2 separate regions of the Mus musculus genome follow, and region 2 is linked to region 1. The links are chromatin contacts, called in public HiChIP or PLAC-seq maps. All regions are on one chromosome and are shown on one strand. The core of a region is the stretch at or near the end of the contact, and the rest is flanking DNA. Distances in the headings are between cores, read along the strand shown. Region 1 overlaps Tlcd4 (TLC domain containing 4). Region 2 holds the start of Alg14 (asparagine-linked glycosylation 14).

Region 1 (6,293 bases), core at 1,625-4,124:
AGTTAGGCAGAAACCTCACAAAGAACTTGTCTCTAAATGCCCAAGGCTTCAGAGGAAGCAATTTACACATCTGACACTTGAACAGAAACTTGGACTTAAGCAAATTATTAAAATTTATGGAAGAATTTCATCCAAATACCTATAAATTAGGCAACTTTCCAAACCTATGCACCCAGTTTATCCAAAATAAAGCAGGGTGACTCTCAGAGATGGTAAAACCTACCAAAATTCCTCTGGACACATAACTGGTCCACGAAACAACAGGAAACAAACAAAACAAAATAGAAAATACCCATTTCAAGTTTGAAAAGCCAACACACCAGGGTACCTTGAGTTAATTTCTTTGCATGCATATGTAACTCCATTTTGAATTTAAAAAAAAATGCAAAGAATCCTCCAAATGATTTTAGACACAAGAATGCAAATTCTATGAACCCAAGCTCCAAATACCTCAAGTCTAGCACATAACATACCATCAAGTGCAGGGCCCACAGTCTTGCATGCTACTAGTTGAGTTTTGCTTTTTTTTTTTAAAGTTTATTTTCTAGAATACTACATATTCAGATTGTCACTAATCTTCTCTAGAAAAATAGAATTGCTTAAAAATTTATACCAATTTGCTTTTATTTTCTATAAATATTTTAAGACTTGTTAAATATCAGAATGCCTAATAGACTCACTTAAATTAATCAATGTAGCCAAAATACTTATATCTAAAATATCTAGCAAAAATTTGTCATTCAATAAATGAAAATTTCATTGTTTTAGTAAATACTATGTTCTGTCTTTATTTGTATTTTAGGTTGATAAATGTGATCACAAAACAGCAAAATACAGCCCCAGGGGAGGGCTGGCTTGCAGTGGCAGTTTGCAGGACATTTCCAACACAGTTCCCTTCTATAAAGGATGAGGAGAGTGGAAGTCTGGAAGCTGCAGATAATAAGGGCTACAATGGCAAATCTGGGTTTAATGTTTGATATTCCGAACATACTTATTGGTTATATCGAGTAATGATAAAAGCAACGAAATACAAATGACCCTTTCAGCATGAAGCAATTATCGCCTTCACAGAGACTCATAACCATACACTGCCATCATTTTAATGGCGAGTTTAAAATCTGCGTTCAGAACTGTAGTACTAGCCAAAGAGACAAACATATTTACCTCAAGATTTATTCTTTTCTTAGTGGATTTCCAAAATAGTTTTATAATATAAATGTCTTCTCTCCATTAAAAAAAAAAAGCCCATTTTCTTGTAAAAGAGCCATGAACAATATAAAATCATTTGCATCCCTATACCTTCACTTTTACACAACCAGTGCACACCTGAGTTGCCTATGATGGAGACAGCACTAAACTTAGCAAGCCATTACAAATGTGGCATTAGCTGCTTTAAAGACAAAGCCCTATCTTTTTCATGACTTTATCTTTCAAAAGTAAATACACCAAGAACAAGACAATCGACTTGATTTTTATCATTGGACTGGAATTTCAATTCCCATCTTTAAACATACCAGAACTTGCCAGACTCTATCTGTACTAGACAATTAAATCAAACTACATTACATTAAATGTTTTGATGACATTCCATTAGTTCATCAGCCTAAGATGAATAATGAAAGAGCCAAACGTTCTCCTTCAGTCTGATACTCTAAATGGATTAGATCTTTTGGTTTAAGTTCAGTTAAATTCAAGTATTCACCACTAATTGGATTAAGTCTATATCTTAAGAACAATCATTAAAGTCAAGTACTTCAGAAAAAAATAAATAAAGGCAATAATAGCTAAATATATAATTCTATATTTGGATTGCAAGAATCAAAGGAAAAACACCCCACTACACGCGCACACACACACGATTTTTTTTTCACAATGAATGACAGTTTTGATAATCAGAATACTTGGGGTAAGTCACCTTCCTTCCTTCTGCTCTTTAAGAAAACAAAAAGGCAAAGACAAACTAAGCAAGCCTGAGTAAAATCTCTAAGTAAAGCACAAACTCTGACTTGTCTGTAGTTTTAGTCTCACCAAAATGAGGCCGATTTCAGGAGCATGCCCAGCGCGCACATTCTAGACAAGACTGGTGTTCTGGTGTCAGGTTTGGAACTTGGAAAACTTTGCAAGAAGAAATATGATCTTTATGGGGAAAGTACCCGGAAGCAGGCGAAGGCAGCGTGATGAGGCACGTTCCCGGGAGTCCTCACTATCGGCATTCATGTGGTCCACAAGATGGGTCTTAAACCTTGCCTGACTATAAGATTTTCAAAATATAATTGGATAAAGCACTACAGAGAGAAACGAAGCAGCTGAAATCTTAAAAATGCATAAAATATTTTCAAATATGATAGGATCAACATGAGAAGTGCTCTATCGTAGCGTAACAGATGACTGCATACCCCCATGAAACCATGTCAGTTCTGATGGCCTGGGGAAGGGACGTGCTGGCAACTTAGAAAGGAAACCCTACACAGGCTCTGATGTTGGAAAAGACCGGAGCACAGCCAACGGAGCTGCTCGCAGACTGAAAAGCCGTTCTCAGTCCTTCAGCAAAATAAAATGGGTGGTGTACAAAGGCCACCGAATCACCAGCCATTTTCCTGCAGAGAATAATCCCCATGAACACTGACGAATTCAGAAAAGTTTCCCCACTCCACTTACAACTTTTGTTTAAACCTTTCAGTTTCCATCCATGCTTAAAAATATTGAAGGAAAGAAGAAATCCTGGGATGAAGACTAAATTTTATTTTCTCTTGTCTAAAGATTAAAGAAAAGAGGAAAGAACACTGAAACCATGAGTAACAACCGTGCCTAACAGAGCGGCGCAGGAGCTCATCGTGTCGGCCGGGACAAAGAGGAATGAAGATGGCTTATGGAAGCAAGGTGTCCGATGAAGCATGCCTTTAGTCGAGTTTCCCGTTCTGAAGGCTATCCTTGGCTTTCTCTTGTCTGATGAGGGAGATGACTTTGATGCATCCTTTCGTGATTTTGATCATCCACATGATATTCATCACGTCTAAAATAACACAAGTAACGATCCAGACAGACTGGATTACAAATCCGAACCTTATGTAGGGTTCTGTTCCGTACACGGAGTAAAGGAAGAAATACATCGGAGGTATCGAAATGATCCGCACGATGAAAAAGACCACCGTCATAAGAATTCCATTGATGACATTGGCTTTGGAAAACTTGGGGTACTTCAGGGCTTCAAAGAACCACCTGATGAGAGAAGCAAAGATAAGTCACACAGTCTGCAGCTTGGGGAATCTGCCCTCCTAGCACCTGCGCACATTGCTTGTTTACTAGTTAGGCACTGAGGAAGCCAGCGCCATCTTGTAATGGCGATTGTGCACAGCTTCCCACACCCTCCTCCTCTGTGCCTTAGGCTGAAGGAGGAACTCAAGGACCACATAACAACTTGTGTGGAGGGGTTGGGGACACGACTCTTTTAGATGGAGTGTTTTCTGTGCAACTTGAATGGGGACTTGGATTCTGATCCCCTGGTACTCAAGGTTTGTAACCCTAGTGCTGGGGGTTGGGGGGGGGGGGTGGAACGGAGAGCAGGCAGGTTGGGTGGGGGGGTGCGGGGCGCGCAGGGCGGGGTAGAGCGGAGAGCAGGCAGATCCTGGGAACGCACTGGGCCCGCTCATCTTGCTGAAATGGCAAACACTGCGCTCAGTGAGAAACGCTGTCTAAAAAGGTAAGTAAGGTGGAGAAGCAACTGATGAAAACATCCGGATGTCAACCATACACACACACACACACACACACACACACACACACACACACACGTGTGCGTGACCACACCCACACAGAATGATTTAAAGGGCCTTGGAGAGTCCACGCACTACAAAAGAACAGCTGGAGGAGTCATAATGCCTACTTCTGGGAAATCTCTGTAAAGCGACACAATGAAGACTCGGGGTATTAGAGAAACAAACCAGAGTCACAGAAGCGTTAGAGATAGATACATACAGATGTACTCAAGTGACTTCTGACCCTGACATTAATTAGGCAACTCAACAGAAAAAGAATGCCTCTGCCCCACTGTGAGAATATCCAGCAGAGAAATTAACTCAAAGTAGATTTAAAACCTATATGTAAAATACAAAAGTATAAAACTTCTAGAAAAAAAAAGAAAACATGAAAAGTTCGATGAAAGTTTTTGCTGTAACACTGAAGTGCAACAATGCAGGGGGCTGGCCATGACTGGTGAGCTGGCACTCTGGATTTCGCTAGAATTAAAAGTTTGCACTTTGAGGCCAGGCATGGTGGCGTGGGCCTTCAGTCCCAGCACAGAGGAGGCAGAGGCAGAGGCAGGCCGACCTCGAATTCCAGGCCAGGCTAGTCAACATAGCAAATGACAGCACAGCCAGAGCTTCACAAGAAATCATGTCTCAAAAAACAAACAAATAAAATTTTCACTTTGGAAGAGAAGAAAAAGACACAGTGGGTGAAAATACAGCATTAATATGTAATAAAATACCATATCTAAAATAGTAAGGGCTGGAGAGATGGCTCAGCAGTTAAGAGCACTGACTGTTCTTCCAGAGGTCCTGAGTTCAATTCCCAACAACCACATGGTGGCTCAAACCATCTGTAATGGGATTCCATGCCCTCTTCTGGTGTGTCTGAAGACAGTGACAGTGTACTTATATAAAACAATCTTTATCTCTAACAAATGTAAATCTTTTAAAAAAATAAAATACTTAGAAGCCAACAGTATGGAAACAATCTATTTCTACACTTGATCTTAGCCAAAAGGCCGAGAAGCGATAACAATCTATTTCTAACACGGGTAAATGATTGTAAACATCCCATTACAGGAGACCCAGCACATGGAGATAGAGAGTGAACATATAAGCCCAGTGGCACATGCAGGAGGTTGAGACTGGCTCATATTTGAGCCTGGGTAGTTTGTGACAAGTCTGAGCAGTGTGGTTGGCCCTTTTCCCAAAAACAAGTACAGAACCACCACCATCCCCCATCATGCTGAAAGATCAAAATCAAATATGCTCAACACTGTCTGTCACTAGGAAAATATCAAGATGGAGACAGATATAGCCACTTTAGAAGACAGTGTAGCAGTTATAAAGCGACACACGCAGCAAACAACCTAACTTTTCTAACTGACAAAAAATGCAGTAAGCATACATCGCTATCATAGGAACACCAAGCCTGAGGCTCTAACCCACCTCAGAGGGATGAATGGTGGTGAAGAGCGAAGAAGAACAGCTCGCCAGGAAGCAAAGATGGAAGTTTTGAGGAAAGTGTGGCAGAAGGGGGTGAGACAGCCACAGCTGAGGAGAACTCTGTGCCACATTAAAGGGCTCAAATTTTATCCTCCAAGCAGCAAGGCGCCGCATGTCATTTTCACTGTGAAAGAAGACAGCACGGAAGGCAGAGCTGCAGGGAGGTCAGTGGTCTGCAGCCAGGAGCAGTGAACCTTTTCCTCCAATAGGAAGATGTGGACATTCACAGTGTAGCTCTGGAGACTGGATGTCCCGAGTTCAGCTCTTTGGCTTTGTGGGTGTTGGGGGAAAGCGAGCATGGGAAGCAAACAATTGTGGTAACCCAGGGAGAATGCACAGCAGTGTCAGTACAACCAGCATTAGTCTGTCCACCTGCTCTCAGACACATCTCCCTGCTGTGCCCATGCCTTACGGTTACCAGGATCTGTGAACTTGTTCACAAGGCTTAATGTGGGCTAAGCCTCATACCTCACACGTGTCTGATTTGACATTCCTACTCTGTGAGAGCCCACACTAAATCATAAAAGAGTAAATGAAAGCTTTCTGTGGATTTGGGATTTTTGACGGAAGACTTGAAGGCTAGTTAATTTTCTCAGATTTGGGGAAGTGACAGATGGGGGAACTACAGAAGAAAGGTGTCAACAGCCCACAGGTAAGGCAGAGAGACAAAACCAATGCTCAGTGGTCAGAAACAAAGGACAGTATGTGGAACACATCACAGAGGACTCTGAAAAAGAAGAGAGACAGGTAGACAGGATGCTTTTTAGTAAGGATACTGGCATCGAAAGAGGACCACCGGAAAGCCGGCTCTGAAGGGGCCAAGCATGGAGAATCTGCAGGCTGAATGTAGAACCACAGACCTGGAAAGACAGGAATAGCTCAACTGCTCAAGCAATAGACTCAACAGACCTTGTTAAATGAAGAGTAACAATGTATTTATGGTAAAAAAAAAAAAAAAAATGTTCTCCACCATGGCTAACAGAGAGGAAATGGAAGCAGAGTGATGCAGGGGATGAGTGTCCTCTCTTCCTTCAGGACCTT
Region 2 (6,293 bases), core at 1,979-4,478, 85 kb after region 1:
TGCTGAAAAAAAAATCCAACTTTGTAAAAAACTTCACAAATGTGTCTGATAATAGATATCTAACATAGAAACCTTAAGAAATCTTTTTTTTTTCCCTGTATTTTTGAGGATCAGTCTCATTCATCCCACACAGACCTTACACATATTCTGGGGCTAAGAATGACTGAATTCATTATCCTCCTTTCTCTACCTACCTCCCAAGTGCTGGCATTAGGTGTTTAAACTACCAAGACCATCTCAAGAAACTCCAGTGAACAGATTCAAGAATGACCACTTCCCAGATATGTTTATAGATTGGTGTGAATCACACACATTGTTCACCTCGTCAGCCACTACTAATTTTTTTTTTGCCTGCTTTCCCAGAGCACCATGAATCTGTTATCAATATGTTGGGAAAACTTTTGTTGCTGCTCCTTCCGGCTCGGCCTTAACTGCCTCGCTTAGCCTGTGATGCTATCCTGACCTCTTGAACATATTCTATACATTCTAATGAAAGAACCTAGTGGGGAAACCCCCACTCAATTCTCGTTCGGCGCGCACCCAAGAATCACGAACAGACGACCATCTTGATGTAAAAGCATGAGGTAGTTTAATGACGGAGCTCCATGCCTACACATATCTCCCGCAGGAGACAGAGGTGTCGACCACATGGTGGAGCCAAAATGGCGGAGCTCCGTTTCGAAACGTATCTCACACAGGAGACAGTGGTTTCAACCCTGATGCTTGGAAGCTAGGGGTTTTTATAGAAAAGGGGTGGGGCTGGGGGAGGAATTGGCGCCGTTTTACATGATTGGTCCATTTAAACATCAACAGACTGTCAGAAGGGCAGGAGATAGGGAGGCACTAGGCCAGTCAGGACATGTAACGACGGGCCTGCCCGGGCATGTCCTGGCCTGTTCTACTATGTTCTCAGCCCCAGGTTTTAAAGCTCACAAACAACTCTTTGGGCTATTTGACATAAATTACATGAATCACATGTCTCAAGTTTTATTTCCTTTCACTATCACAGTCCACTTGTCCCAGTTGTGGTCAACCTAGATTTTTTTTCTATAGTTTTAGGATTATAATGAGAGGACATGAGGGTAAGGTAATACGAAGTGTAATAGTATCCTTTCTATGCTAAGTAAGTGGGGCCTGGAGCCATGAAATTATGCATGCCTGGCATCTGCAGTGCCTGTCAGTTTACACACACACATCTTCCCAGCAATCCAAACACCACAACTGCCTATAAAAGCAACCTCCTCTCCTTGCTTCCTCTCCATATCCACCCTCCATATAATTACCATATATCATCTTTGAATTTTACATCACCCTCCATTCCTATCTCTACCAGTTTTGGGGTCTGCTTCATTTTATGTATGGGTGACATAAATATGGCTTAAAATAGAGAAAGAAAGTCTCCCATAGGGGATTCTGAAAAGATGTGTTTTCCTTAATACAGACCCAATGACCAACACAACAACTTCTAAGGTAGACATCACCATGTCTGCCCACTAATAACTTCTTTTAAATATGAAGCGACTCGTAGGTTGAAGCCACTTTGGAGAACAGCAGAGAAGGTTCTGAAAGAAAACGGCATGACACTTTGTAACATTCTTGAGCCACTCCTTCTTCCTGTGTATGTTAATGTGTGTGTGTGTGTGTACATGTGTGTGTGTGAGGAGGTCAGAGGTCAACATTGTCTTTCTCAATTGCTTCTCTGCCTTATTTTCGTTTTCAATGATTTGTTGTTGTTGTTTCTATGTGTGTATGTGTTTTGCCTGGATTATCTCTGGGCACCATGTGTGTGCCTGCAGAGGTTGGGAGGAAGGCATCTGATCCCCTAGAACCAGAGTGGCAGAAAGTTGTGAGCCACCATGTGGGTTCTCGGCCTGGAACCTGGGACCTCTGGAAAAGCAACCAGTGCTCTTAACCTTTGTGCTGTCTCCCCGCCCCCACCCCCACCCCCCCAGCCCTTGAGCCACAAATGATATCTGTCTAAAAGTCTGGCATTCTTATTGATTTTCATCACATAAATAACCTCAGGCAAATTAACTTTTGTGTAATCTATTTCCCTATTGTAATTCAAAGAGTAACATTTACATAGAACCTGACTGTAAAGAATGAGGTTAAGAAGGAGTGATGAAAGAGCCCACAGGCACCGTGCTATAATATCAACAAGATAGAGATACAGTCAGGAAATCTCCCAAGCAGTTTGCTGACTCGGGAACCAACACACCTAGCTTTATAAGGAGATCTCAGGGCGCCTTCCTGGAACTTCTGACTCAGTATCGCTCCCAAAAGCATTCTAGGCTCCAGGTAAATGTGATCGTCAATCCAAACTGAATTTAACAACGGACCATATGGTGTAGCATTCTTAGGCAGCAGGAGTTAGGATTTCTGGTTTCTAATTCTAGACATGACATTATTGCATTTAGGCCAATTTGTAGCACCTTTCTCGACCTGTCTGCATGCCTGACCTATTCAATCTGTAACCCCATAAGGGTCTGAAGGAATGTTTGTTGTCAAGAGGTTTTATTTTGCTGTAATTTAGGCTAAGTTCACAAACGCACGCACAACTGGGATTAGAGTGGGCAGTGGAAGTCTATCATTTCAGAGGACCGCGGGAGGAATAAGCCAGAAATGCTTTGTGATAAACTTAACTGCAGGGCTATGTCTTCCTCCCTTGCTACCTGAAGCCAAGGGGTTTCCAATCCTCCCAGGAATATGACATAGCTTGAAGTGATCCGGATTCTGGTTATAGTTTGAGATCTGTGAAACTGTCTAGAAAACATAAATGTCAGGAAAGGGCGGATTTGAATGTTTTCCCCCTAAGAGTATGCCTCTGACTGGCAAAAATTTTCTAGTTCGGTTTGTCTTGGAACCCGTAAGGAAGAAAGGAAGTAGTGATGTATGCCAGGAGCCTCAGGCAAAACCTGGCAGGACAGGAGCAGCTACTAACCCGGGGCTTCGTGGTCCTTCTACCATACATGTAGTTTGACCTCGCCACTGGCAGAAATCAAACTTCTCCAGCACTTAACTTTCCAACTACACAACTGCAGCACAAACTCGGGTAACAAAACCATTACTGTTCCTTGTAGCGCTTCCTGGGCAAACTGCCCTTAGCCCCACCCATCACGGACAAACCCGGCTCACTGAGACGCAAGAGACGCGTCGTTCTGCGTTTTCCAATCAGAGCCACACTTCTGAACTTTGACCGCCCAACTTGGCAAGCTCCGCCCAGTGCAGACCATCCCCGCCCACAGAGAGGCGCTTTGCTCCCTGTTTGCTCTTAAGCGCGGTGCTTGCAAACTTTAACCGCTGGCGCCAGGTCTACACGCATGCGCCATCCTTTGAATGCTGAGCATTCTGATTCTAGCTGCTACAGCCGCAGGGCTAGTGATCTTGCTATTCCAGCGACTATGGACCGTGCTTGGGCCCCATCACGTCACTCCCCGAGAGTCTCTCAGACTCTTGATCGTGGCTGGATCCGGTAAGTATCCGGGCGGAGGCCGACGGTCTTGAGTTAGGCACTACAAACCCCAGAATGCATCGCGACTCTCTTCGCCCTTCTTAGCGCCTTTAGGAGCGCTGCATGCTGAGATTTGTAGTTTCTTTGCGTTCCCGGAACCGGCCACCCCAGGCAGGAAAAAATGCTGGTTAGCTGACGCCACCCAGCCGCCTGTCATTAAGACAGGTCATTTACACTTGTCTGTAATTAAGCCTCTCTGTAGTGTACTGCTTTCTAACAAATAATTAGCGACGGAGTACGCCGAAGCCTTTTGATGCTGACATATTGTTGCCCTCTTTGCTGCTGTGCGTTATTAATTCTAGGTCTTTGTACTTAGTTTAAGAAATGTGAACATTACATGGTAAACGAAGTAGAGTTGTCGCACTTATGAATGCGCAAAGTCCCTGAGGATAAAAACGTGGACACTCCATACGACGATACCTCCAGAGTGACAGGATATGAGTAATAAACTGTCCAGTCAGCTCTGAACATTTTAAAACTTAAAATTTTAGATGAACAGTTTTGACGAGTGTATAGTTAAACACGACTCAACTTTAAACAACCAAGGTGATACCCAAACCTATATCAATGCTGTCTGGAATACATATGTTATAACCTATTGCTCCAGGGACAGTAAAACAAAACCATTGCCTAACAGAAAATGATGCAGTCAAGACACACAGTAAATTCGAGGTGTTTAAGGCAGCCTCTGCAGGAGACCATACAGTTTTACAGTAGCTTTAAAAAAAATACACACTAATAAAAATACACAAACTAGTAATGTAGTTGTGTATTATTGTTATCAAATGTTATGAACTGTATATAGTAGTATATATTGTACTTTTTTTAAAGACTTGTTTATTATATGTAAGTACACTGTAGTTGTCTTCAGACACACCAGAAGAGGACGTCAGATCTCGTTACGGATGGTTGTGAGCCACCATGTGGTTGCTGGGATTTGAACTCAGGACCTTTGGAAGAGCAGTCAGTGCTCTTAACCGCTGAGCCATCTCACCAGCCCCTATATTGTACTTTTTTATATTGCAGGCAGCACAGTGAATTTGTTCATAGATTACCTTGGGCTACTGTGTTATGGTTGCTGTGTCACTAGACAATAAGGAATTTTCTGTTCCTTTTTAATGTCATGTGACCAATATCCTGTCATTGACTAAAACATCATTATGTGATGAGTGACTACACACACACTAATGATATTTATGATGTATGCAAATGTACCAAACTTAACATGCAATTATAATTCCTTACTTATTTACTTAACATATTTTGAGTCATGGGAATGGCCAGACACTACACTGAGCTCTGGAACAAAACAAAACTGAAAATAGAAAAACAAACAAAACAAGCATCACAAGGCACAGTGTGATGCCTACGTGACAAACACTAGGGAAAGGACAGAGGCGCAGCAGTGAAGGAAATAGGACACAAACAGAAGATGAGACAGAAGGAGTAGCTGCCACACAGAGAAGGACAGAAATCTCATATTAACTGCGTAAGAAATACAAGTTATTTCAAGTGAGATGCAAAGCTACTGGGGACTTTTGAACACAAGTAAAATATTATCACATGAAAATTACCTCAAGATGTATAGGGAGAGGAAGTGGGGATATGATCTATATAAAGCTGTATTTATAATTTATATGACAGTGGCGTGAAGCAAGATGAGGTGGTAAGAAGTGATTGGAAGGGTGGAGAGATGGCTCAGCAGTTAAGGTCTTTGTTCTTGTGCAGGACCAGGGTTTGGGTCCCAGCACCCATATGGTGGCTCACAGCCATCTATAACTCCAGTTCTAGGAACCCTGTGGGGATTGAGTGGGGTCCTGAGTGAATGTGTATTGTTGATATGGCCAGGCCCCGTGGGAGTGGCAAAGCCTTCTGTAGGTGAAGTGCAGAGAGATGACAAAGCCTTTCTCTGGTCCTTGTTGGAATGTTGATAGAATATGCAAAGTATAGCTTTCTTCCCCCCCAGAGATGTTACAGCCTGAAGACTGCTCCCATACAGAGACTGTTCCTACAGAGCTAAGCTTGCCCCCTTGTCCAGCTGAACATAATAACCCTGTTTCCTTGCATATATGTATGTGATCACCCTGCCTTCCTGTATATAATAAAGGCTCTAGCTTCTGGGATCCTGTGGCTTCTTCATCAGAGAGCCCAGACCATCCAGGCCTACCTATTCTGTATGTGTGTCTGCATGTCCTTCATTCCCTCATCACCCAGTTAGGTCAGATTCAGGAGCTGTACAGAGCATGGCAGGATCCTACACCCTCTTCTGACTTCCATGGTCACCAGGTACACAGATGGCACACAGATATACATGCAAACAAAACCTCCATACACATTAAAATGTATACAGTGTTCTGCCTGTATGTATGCCTGTAGGCCAGAAGAGGGCACCAGATCTCATTATAGATAGTCATGAGCCACCATGTGGTTGCTGGAAATTGAACTCAGGACCTCTGGAAGAGCAGCCAGCACTTTTAACCTCTGAGACATCTCTCCAACCGACATTAAATAAATCTTTAAAAGTTAAGAAATGGGGGTTGGAGAGATGGCTCAGCGGTTAAGAGTACTGACTGTTCTTCCAAAGGTCCTGAGTTCAAATCCCAGCAACCATATGGTGGCTCACAGCCATCCATAATGAGATCTCACACTCTCTTCTGGTGTGCCTGGAGACAGCTACAGTGTACTTATAAAGTAAATAAATAAATCTTTTTTTAAAAAAAGTTAAGAAATGAAGAAGTGATTGGATGCTGGGTGTGTTTTAAGGTATATCTAATAGTATTTT

Evidence for each region. HiChIP or PLAC-seq counts read pairs in DNA pulled down with a chosen protein or histone mark.
Region 2: a contact with region 1 is called in an H3K27ac HiChIP or PLAC-seq map of embryonic stem cells, with 7 read pairs. The contact joins the promoter of Alg14 here to the enhancer-like site in region 1. A contact is called at or near these places in 1 of 39 promoter capture datasets (liver), 6 of 484 Hi-C or Micro-C datasets (the HL-1 cell line, bone marrow-derived macrophages, brain and 3 more), 5 of 115 datasets of contacts at active chromatin or transcription factors (the SCID.adh cell line, astrocytes, embryonic stem cells and 2 more) and 4 of 9 other capture datasets (adipose tissue, embryonic stem cells, liver and 1 more).

The regions. Positions count from the first base shown.
Region 1 is chr3:121,204,252-121,210,544 of GRCm38.p6, forward strand. Tlcd4 (TLC domain containing 4) reads right to left here. Exons shown (of 8, transcript NM_001355678.2): 8 at 1-3,219. The coding sequence ends at 2,901. It also overlaps the pseudogene Gm52661. Among named protein-coding and RNA genes, the nearest start is that of Rwdd3, 36 kb to the left of the region's middle. Within about 2 kb of position 2,875, at least 18 of the 459 cell types and tissues checked have an H3K27ac peak or open chromatin away from gene starts, as enhancers often do. A contact at or near this core is called in embryonic stem cells and muscle stem cells, where this site is marked.
Region 2 is chr3:121,288,512-121,294,804 of GRCm38.p6, forward strand. Alg14 (asparagine-linked glycosylation 14) reads left to right here and starts at 3,229. Exons shown (of 4, transcript NM_024178.3): 1 at 3,229-3,472. The coding sequence starts at 3,337.